Linked DNA regions of Mus musculus: regions 2 and 3 are each linked to region 1. The links are chromatin contacts, called in public Hi-C maps. All regions are on one chromosome and are shown on one strand. The core of a region is the stretch at or near the end of the contact, and the rest is flanking DNA. Distances in the headings are between cores, read along the strand shown.

Region 1 (3,146 bases), core at 319-2,818:
TTAAAAGTATCTCAAAGGAATGTAAAAATAATGGTATCCTGAAAGTCATGAGCAAAAGCCCTGTGAGAAAGGCTTGCTATGACCTTCTGGTTTAGGAGCAATTAGAGCATTACTGCATTCACAGGGAAAATCTTTATAAATAAAAGGTTTCACATGGAGACTCTCTAATGAAGTACTCATAAACACATATTTATGAAATGTACTACATTTCCAGAGGTAGTTATTATACACTAAGTCTTAAAACAGTTTCATTAGACAGATGGAAAGATTCGCAGTTTTTATACAGTATGAGCCTAGACATAAGACATGAGAACCAAGTCATTTAGGAGCATGCACAACTGTGACAGAAGCCGAGTCCTGGTGACCCTGGCAAGCGTCTGGAATTCCTTCACCCAAGTGTATTGTGAGCTTCCTGGACTCTGAGCTCTGAGCTCTCAGGTGGCAGCCATCAGCAAGGCTAAGTTCCTGAGCACTTGGGGCGTTCCTGTTTGTGGACATCTGCCAAATTCTCCGCGGTTACACTATCTGTTACCACCCAGGAGTGTGAGCCTACTCGGCCATCGTACTAACACCGAGTTGGGAACGTCTTCTTTCTAGAGATGAAGGGACCAAAATAGAAAAGTCATGAAACATACTTAGTTAGCCCTCTTCTGGATTTCTATTCCTCTGTGTTTTCTACACAAATGAAATTGCATTTTATAGGAAGACCCTACTTCAATTCTTTCTTTTTGTCATCTTAAAGTACAAACCCACACAAGCCCGTGAACAATGCTTTGCAGAAAGTATACAGCATGCATGACTAAGAGCAGAGCGGCCTGGTGATGCTGCTCATTAGACGTCTGGTCTATTAACATCTTCCTTCCTCTCGATGGACTTTAGCCCCTCATAAAACAGCACCCATTGCTGGCGGGCAGCACGCTAAGACGGAAGCAGAGAGCTGGCCACTCACAGACCCTGCAGAGATTCAGCGAGGCTGTGCCGCACACAGCAAACACTTCATCACACGTCAGCTACAGTTGGCGTTTGGTGTCTGTCTGCTTCTTATCACTGAATGGTAACGGAGTGAAATGTTTATTGGTCACTTGTCAATATTCGCTAGATATTGCCAGCATTACAGATCAAAGTTACTTAAAGACATCCTCGGGAGTGTAAGACGATAAAGGTCAGGTATTGCCTTCAGAGAGTTGAGCAGAAAGTTTTCATCACTGGGTCCTCTGCATTCATGCTGGCCATTTCTGTTAAAGCTTCGGTCTGTAGGGTTTGATTTTTCTCAGCATTACAGTAAAAGCTTGAAAGGCTATTAATTGGAATATGAAAACATGGTCTTAAACGTGCCATAGGCTCCACTGAGGCCATGACCCCCCTGGAAAACTCACCTGACATAAAAAGTGAACAGGAAGTTAAGGCAGACTGTACTTGGTAAAGGACTTAAAGCGCTAGAAGAAACTATGAAGAAAGGATCCTAAGGAACCATTCCTCGAAATGAAACATATAAACACCTTATAGCAGTGAAAGGAGCGCCTGTTGCTCCCCCACCCTCGCGGGGCTTCAGCGGGATGGGATGACGTCACCGGCCCTGCCTGCTTCCGCCACACACTCTCTGTTCGCTGCCTCCTTCGTTCCTGTTACAGGCCTGGAAAACCGCTACATTCCACTTTGTAAAACAGAAACCGGGGCACAAAGCTAGCATTTCTACTGGTACATCAAAAATATACCTGCGCTCTAGTTTTTTTTTTTTTTTTTCTAGTACTATTCACAAAAGTGAAGATACAGAATCAACCTAGGGTTCCACAACAAATAAATGGATCAACCGCATAGTTTATATACATGGTAGAGTATTGTTAGCCAATAAAATGCAATATCCTGTCAATAATAATACTCATAAATAGAAAGGGTTAATGTCCTGGCAACACAGATGAACCTGGAGGGCATTATGTTCAGTGAGGGAAGTCAGGCACAGCCAGCCAAAGCCACATGTTTTCACTCCTGTGTGGCAGTTAAATGAGATGCTTTCGGTAGGGAGGGAATAGTGATTTTTGCCAGACCTGGGAAGTTAAGAGGAGTGGGTGCCAAAGTTCTGTAGCACGGGGCAGTGGATGGAGTTTCTAGTCCTTCACTATGTATGTCCAAATCACTAGAAGAAAGGATTCTGACGTTCCCGACACAAGCAGTAGTGTCTGAGGTGATGGCATGTTCCTCATTGTCCTTATTCGATCATTACTTACTGCTACTTATTGCATATATGCATGAAAATATTATACTACAGAAGTATACATAATCACTATGTGCCAATTATAAGTTTTTTAAATATAAAATTCCTAAAAATATGGAGCTATAGTGAGCACACACATTATCCTGTACAAAGTTGAAAGCACATTTTTCATATTATTTGGTGATTGAACAGGAAAACGTATCTGTGAATTTGTCTATGATATAGCATACACTATGGCCCACGCAGATGTCTAATGAGTATCTTCTAAGTGGTATGAAAACATAAGTTTCCAAGGTTTTACTCCTCTCAGTGTCACATAGGCTGTTTAACTCCTCAGTGTCAGACTGACCACTTCGGCTTTGCAGTCAGCTACTTTGAGACTTAAATTTGTTCTACCACCTACTAGATTCTGATCTGAGGAGAATTACCTGCTGTGGGTGTTGTTTTCCAATTTTAAAATGGAGATACTGCCACTTGTTTGACAGTCCCATTAGAGAGCTCTGTGAGTTGACAGGGGCTGGCACATGGAAAGTTCGCTGAAATGGAAGCTGCCATCAGCGGCAGCGGCTGGGGCAGTGGCGGCAGCAGCTGCAGCAGCAGCGGCAGCAGCAGCCACAGCAGCAGCACCAATTTTATTGTTTCCTACTTTCCTAACTACCTGTTTATTACTAAGCTACAATGCACCCTATGGATCTCCTCAGAAAACTCACCTGAGCATTTAGGAATATGACAACACATACAACCATTGGCAGAGTTGAACAAAAGTCCCTGGCATGTCTCTCTTGCTAGTCCTTAGCTCACAACCACAGAGAATTCATGTTTTCATCCCCCAAAGTATTACTATTACTATTATTAGTATTCTAAGTTTCCTTCTAAACCAACAAAATCTAGTTTGGGGAAAATCTTTATTCGTGAATTTTGATAAGAGGCAACC
Region 2 (3,146 bases), core at 245-2,744, 480 kb before region 1:
TCTCTTAAGGTAAATGTTTGGAACACTGGATTCCTTTCTTTTCAAAACCAAGCATTATCCTTGGATAATGGATCCTTGTGCTGGGCTCTTCCTATTTGCAGCAAGCTGTGCCCTCCCTCCTGTCTTTGGGCTTCTTTTCTCTCAGCATCTGATTGTCAGTAGTGAGTTCTTTCTGTCTTCCTTCTTTTTACCTCTTCAGTTTTGCTGATCCAATTAAACTTGTAATATTCTTCAAATGGCTATTAACCCCGGGTCTTTGAATCTCACGAGGACGGTATTTTTTATGACAGTCAGTGGTTTGAACTGACCGATTAGAGGGTCTGACAATAGGTCTTTGTTAAAGCCAAGCGGTCCATTTGGTAGAGTGAGAACGCTAACCTGAGGAACAGGACCAGTTCCTGCTAGGAACCTTGGTCAGCCCACTTTCCTGCTCTTCTTCCAACCCCAGCAATAGCATGGCAAAGACTCCCAAGTCCAAGGCATGGGGCTAAACCAGCAGGCTTCCCCCAGCCCATTCTCCTCACCCCATCCATGTGTTTTGCATATGGCATTTGGGAAGATTATTAAACAAAAATGAAATAGATTAAGAAGTGAACATAAAAGAATCAATTCTCTTGAACTGTGGTTGCATAATGGAAATCGACTGCTGTGAATGAACCCATGCACTGAAGTTATGAACAGCAAAGTTAATGCACTGCCATGAGTTCATCTTTATTATTACATTACACCTGAATCAATTGATAAAGTAGCTTTTTTTTTGTAAGCGAGAGATGGCACTTAATTGAATAAAAGTCAATGTAATTATATTAGCAGAGGCCAACAGTACTGCTGACAGCGGAAAAGGGACACTGTTGCACCGAGTGCCAGAGCTGGTCTCCACATTTCTGCACATCGTTTGGTTGACAGATATTGAGGGCTGGTACATCATCTAATTAGATTACAGTCCTCTTGTGCTGCATGTGAGAAATGAAGAGAAAAATCTCTTCCTGGTAACATATCAGTGGAGATGTGTAAATTCACAAGTCATCTTATGGCAGAGGTGTCCCTCTGGGTGATCAGCATACCCTCTTGTCAATGTTAATTTATTCTTTCCTATTCAGTCTGTCTTGATGCAACTTTTGTGTGTCTGGCTGCTGTTTTCTCAGCAGCGAACCTAGGAAGTGCAGTGACTGCGGATGTGTGAGCAACAGCACAGAGGTCTAGACTGCAGTCAGATGTGTGCTTATGAAACTCGGAAAGGGTGGGTGTTAAAAGTAATGAGTGACGATAGGGTTTCATGAGCTGCTTACAGTTGGCAGACTGTTTTATCAATAGAGGAGCGATACACATTTTAACTATCTCCACGTTCCTTCTTGTTAAGCCCTGGTGGTATGTGTCTCCCCCGCATGACATTCTAAGAACTTCATGGTAGGCACTTTCTGCACTCTGCTTAGCAGTGTACACTTGAGTCACCTGACACCAGGGACAAGTGGCAGGGGGGTGTTAGGGGAAGAGAGGGTGAATGTCAGAACAGGACTGTGGTGACAACATCTGTTTATCTACATTCATACATCCGCACACTGCATGCATCTGTTTGGAACTCATTTATGGATGATGCTGATGCTGTAAATTCGGTTTTAGCTCATTTGATTTATGGTTTTTGGAATATTCAGGTGATCTGAAAATCAAGACAACATACAGATGATCACTTATGACAGAAAATAATTTTGAGATCAGACAATTTAAATCCCTATTTTATTGTTTAAGTTTTTTAAAACCGGATGCCTAGAATGTGAATTTGTTTTCTCTCTCTCTTTCTCCCTCTCTCTCTCTCTCTTTCTCTCTCTCTCTCTCTGTCTCTCATTCTTGCTTTCTTTTGTGATCGATTTAGCAAAAGATTAGAAAGCTGATCTTATTGTCACAAGGTAAGCTCAGCCTTCCCAAGTGCAGCGTGGAGAGGGCTGCCCCCCTCTGCCCCCTCCACCCAGAGTGCTGATTGTCTCATGTGGAAAGGTGGGACACCTCTCCCTCCTTTCTGGTCCTGGAGGCACATACCTCTCACACATCTCTAGGAAATGTTAGCTATACTTGGTGCCAATTGAAGTGGCTTTTCATTATAAGTAGGAGGTCTCATGAAGTTAATGCTGGCCGTTTAGGTCATTTCTACTATCACAATTAACTTCTCTAAGATGCCAGCTTCTGACGCTGGCAAGTTTTATTTCCTGTTTCTATATCACTTTATTTTTTGGAGGGTAGCTTTCAATTTAGGGACTTGGCAAATATCTGAGCATTTGCAGGTGGAGAGAGGTATATGCCCAAGGGCGCTTTAAAAGTCAACGGGGGATGTAAATACAAGGCAATGTTTTCAGATAAACAGTGACATGGACTTTTCAAGTGAGATCCCTATAGATGCTCTGGGAATGAATCTCACCCTTTTAAACACAAGCAAAGCTTTCGGTGAGGTTTTGCTTGTCAAAGCAAGGGTTCTATTTGTCAAATAAAGGGAATATATGTCATTGTGTTTGAATTTTTTTAATTTACTGTGCATTAATTTTATCCTTTTGGATTTTTTATGGGGGGAGGTAGGGGCCGGATATTTTAGAAAATAGCAGCTTATGCTTTAAAGAATTAAACCTTGAAATAGCATTATTTTATGAAGACAGTTCAATACTATAAAATGTAGTAACTTTTGAAAAAATAAATGTATTTTACTATTAGATTTGACTGGAATTCCAGATAGGTTCAAGAAAGGATCTCTTAACTATTTGAAGTCACTAATTTGCTAAGACTTTTTTTTTTAACTATAAACATGAAATACAGGAGAGTGAGGAGGAAAATTTTTTTTTAAAGTTAAACCTAAATTACGTACACCATTTACGTTTTGAAAATGCTCATCTTTTTACACAGTATTTGCTGCACCAGGAACAGTTTATTTGCTGTTCTTTTCCGATTTTAAGTACATTTAGACTGTTCCATTGAGACGAGGAGAGAATTTCCATTCTTTTACCCTGTTTCATGTTTATTCTCCTGCTCTTATTTAATGTATAAGCTGTCTGCTGCGAGGTCCTCTGTGGCTGACACACTAACAGGAACAGCCATTGAGAAAAGAGTGCCGGGGTTTGCCTTCATCCTGCGCTCTCTCTCGAAGAACTTATTCATAAAAATTA
Region 3 (3,146 bases), core at 377-2,876, 270 kb before region 1:
TACACATAATTTCCCTAGAAAGACAAGCATATTAATGGAATATCGTGAGCAATCTTGAAGGTCAAAGTTAATGTACTGTAATAATACAGACACAGCACCTAGCAGCTTTTGGGCATAGTAGATGCTTAATAAATGGCCACTAGTGGAGATCTCTGCATGTTGATAAGATTGGGGCTGGTATCATCACTTGTAAGCCTGTCTGAAAGTCCCTTCCCTTCCCCTTGCACCCCAGCTGGACCCTGTCTGTCCTGATGCCTGTAAACATTGCTGAGAAACTGCAAATGATGTTCTTTGAGGGTAGATTTTTCTACCCCCCACTAGCCAGAGAGAGCCTTCCAGAATTTCTCCTCCACTGTTTCTCAGAGGGATATAGTGTTATTGTCAGGGAATTGTGTTCAGTAACAGGATTCCTTCATAATTAGGGAACATGTTCATTTTGGTGATACTATTTCCCCAGGGACTCTGGGTATCTTAATTGCATGAATGGGTTTTCTTTCCTGTTTTGTGTCTGCTATTATTTCTCATGTTTTTCTTCTTATAGGGGATGGGATAAATGAAGCACACCTATGAGCAAGGTCTCTGATTTAAGGACCAGAGCATAAAACACACAGCACTTCACCATCCCCGGTGACCAGCAGATTGCCCGGGAGGCTCCATCTCGGTTTCTCCCTAGACAGACTAACACACTTATTCCATCAGTTGATTTTGTTGATTCTAAGCCACACAAGGCACTAGAAAAGCTGTATTTTGTGGTCATCCCAGTTTGCCTATGAAAAGCAGATGACACAGTTGTATGGCACTGACTTCTCTCACGAGGGTTAGTTTGAAAGCCGTCTGTGTTTATTTACTTTAAGGGAGAAAGTGGTGAAGGAAACAGCAAGCTGGGTGTGTTGTGAAGGCTTCAGGCTCTGTGCAGCTCCTTCCTGTGACTTCCTCGGGACAGAGAAGGGAAGACACTGGCCCGCCATCGTAGGTGGCTTGCTCCCTACACTGAATGGACTCTCCCTTACTTCTTTCTCCCAAGCTTCCCCCCCCCCCCCAATCCACTCTTTGGGTCCAGACCAGTTGTCCTCAGGATGGGAGAAAAATATTGGGGCCTCGCTGACAGCCCTGGGGACAGATCTGGGTCCTAAGCAGATGGTTTCTGCCAGGGGAGGGGAGGGAAATTCCTGATACAAAAACAAGATAACTGAGAGAGAAAGAGAGAGAGAGGCAAGAGCCAAAATCATGCCCGGAATGTAGGGAATTCACAGGGATGAGAAAGAAGATGCAAACAATGTACAGAGTGTGAGGGGGCCGGCTCCCATCTCCACCTCTGCTTTATTCTCTCCGAACAAGCAACCTGTCTCTTCCAAATGGACAGTGGCAAGCCCTCAGGCACTCCTGGCCACCTTATTTCTGACTGGCCGTGAACTTACGGGATCATGCTGCCTGTGTGTGAGAACATGTGTACGCGGTGCAATTAAAAAGGAAGTCAGAAGACGGAACAAATCAATGGCTACCGATTCATAATAAGTTCCTTTCTATATATTTATTTATTTTCCTTTTAGCCACTAAAGGAGCAACAGCAAACTTGCAGCGAGCAGTTGTTGCCAGAGGGTGAATCATGGCTATATTGATTTGATTATGTAAAAGCTCAGAGGAACCTCAAGCCAGATACAGAAATATCTCATAGCCCTGAACCCTACGGGACACACACTAGTAAAAAAGCAATCTTTATATTGTTCCTGATAAAAGCATCATTAGTTTCCTCATAGTGAAACCATTTCTCTGCTGATACAGTATATGGTTTTCTTTTCCTCTAGAATCCACTCAGACATAATTAACACTCAGTTACTAGACTTGAGGCTCCCAGGAGTGCCCTGCTAAAGTTAGGGAGGGGTTAAGAGTTAGAGATGGTCAGGAAGAAAGACTGAGACAGGGTGGTAACAGAGGGAGAAAGGAAGGGGCTGAGAGGAGATGAGGGAGGAGAAAGAGGGAGGTCGAGGCAGGTGGGGGGAAAGTATGGAATTTCCCCTTTTCTGTGGTTTTGAGCATCCCCCTGCCTGGCTTGCACAGCTGTAAGCGCCGGCGCGGTGGCGCCCTCTGCTGGGCGAGTTTATCCTCCCAGCTTTGGAGCCCCACAGCCGGGAAAGCCCCATTCTGCACAACACTCTTCCATACTTAGGTGCTTTGCTTCCTTAAGAATAACACTTCAGACATCACCTTCCAGGGAGGCGTCTTGAATGGTGCCTCTGCAGACAGACAAAAGCTGACGACACATGCGCTGTCTGCTACAGCTGCAGGAGCAGCAGCAAAGCTCCATTGCCTTTAAAGATGGGGGTAAAACGCCTGACTGAAGCATTCCTGGAAATAACAGGGTGGAGTTTGCTGGGTCCAGACATTTTAAGGGTTGAGGAAATGGAAGTTGGGAGCAACAAAGACTCCTGCTTTTAGGGCTTCAGGTCCTGCCTAAGGGACGTCTTGGCCACCTGTGGCCTAGAGAACCCACATAGCAGAGAACTCTGATCTCAGCCTGGGCTTCAGTTTTGTCAAGAGAATAGAAACGCCCAGCGTGCTGACCAGCCTGTGCACTGCTAAACAAATAATGACCCTCTCTGAAAAGGAAAATTGTTGATTTAAAAGTCTTAGATTGGAGGGTTTGAATGTACACAGCAGGAAGAAACCAGGTCCCACTGGAAGTTTACGCTAGCATCCTCTGTTTATGTTAGAAAGCCTATGGCAATACACACATATACACAGTGGCCACGAAAGCATAAATAAACAAAGGAACACTTTTCACACATAGGGACACAACCAGAACCACATGGTTACAAACTTTCAAACTCCAGCATGTCTTAACACAATCTCAGAGCGGTGGCAGCTTGCTCCTTAGCCCTGTCCTCAAGTCTTTTCCTCTGTTTAAACAAAGCTGGTGCATGAGGGTGGGAGTGGGGGAGCATGAAGTGGAAAATCCCCAGATTATCTAGGACCCCACTGTTCAACACTGGGGGCTCAGCCCGATGCCGCTTCCCAGACAGCAGAGTCCCCGTGCTCTCGGAGACACCTGTCTGTTGAAGACTTTACCCAGATCACAGGGGATTAAAGAGAGGAAAAAAAAAACTTCTCAGAGAACTTAAGATGCACACCACAGAAGACTGGTGAGC

What was found. A called contact is a pair of places that touch in the nucleus more often than the background predicts.
Region 2: a contact with region 1 is called in a Hi-C map of the N1E-115 cell line, with 9 times the contacts expected there. The contact joins two enhancer-like sites. A contact is called at or near these places in 1 of 39 promoter capture datasets (the 3T3-L1 cell line), 1 of 15 datasets of contacts at CTCF or cohesin (the NIH/3T3 cell line), 6 of 484 Hi-C or Micro-C datasets (the N1E-115 cell line, myocytes, palatal mesenchyme and 1 more) and 2 of 9 other capture datasets (embryonic tail and embryonic trunk).
Region 3: a Hi-C map of the N1E-115 cell line shows a contact between it and region 1, with 11 times the contacts expected there. The contact joins two enhancer-like sites. A contact is called at or near these places in 2 of 39 promoter capture datasets (the 3T3-L1 cell line and hippocampal neurons), 58 of 484 Hi-C or Micro-C datasets (the C2C12 cell line, the C3H10T1/2 cell line, the HL-1 cell line and 27 more), 1 of 115 datasets of contacts at active chromatin or transcription factors (astrocytes) and 3 of 9 other capture datasets (embryonic stem cells, embryonic tail and embryonic trunk).

What each region holds. Positions count from the first base shown.
Region 1 is chr4:83,796,588-83,799,733 of GRCm38.p6, reverse strand. All of the region lies in intron 24 of Ccdc171 (coiled-coil domain containing 171), which reads right to left. Among named protein-coding and RNA genes, the nearest start is that of Gm42309, 44 kb to the left of the region's middle. Within about 2 kb of position 1,568, at least 12 of the 459 cell types and tissues checked have an H3K27ac peak or open chromatin away from gene starts, as enhancers often do. A contact at or near this core is called in the N1E-115 cell line, where this site is marked.
Region 2 is chr4:84,276,664-84,279,809 of GRCm38.p6, reverse strand. The region is part of intron 6 of Bnc2 (basonuclin 2); the gene reads left to right. Among named protein-coding and RNA genes, the nearest start is that of Gm33597, 58 kb to the right of the region's middle. Within about 2 kb of position 1,494, at least 4 of the 459 cell types and tissues checked have an H3K27ac peak or open chromatin away from gene starts, as enhancers often do. A contact at or near this core is called in the N1E-115 cell line, where this site is marked.
Region 3 is chr4:84,063,766-84,066,911 of GRCm38.p6, reverse strand. No RefSeq gene overlaps it. Among named protein-coding and RNA genes, the nearest start is that of Gm33410, 7.1 kb to the left of the region's middle. Within about 2 kb of position 1,626, at least 18 of the 459 cell types and tissues checked have an H3K27ac peak or open chromatin away from gene starts, as enhancers often do. A contact at or near this core is called in the N1E-115 cell line, where this site is marked.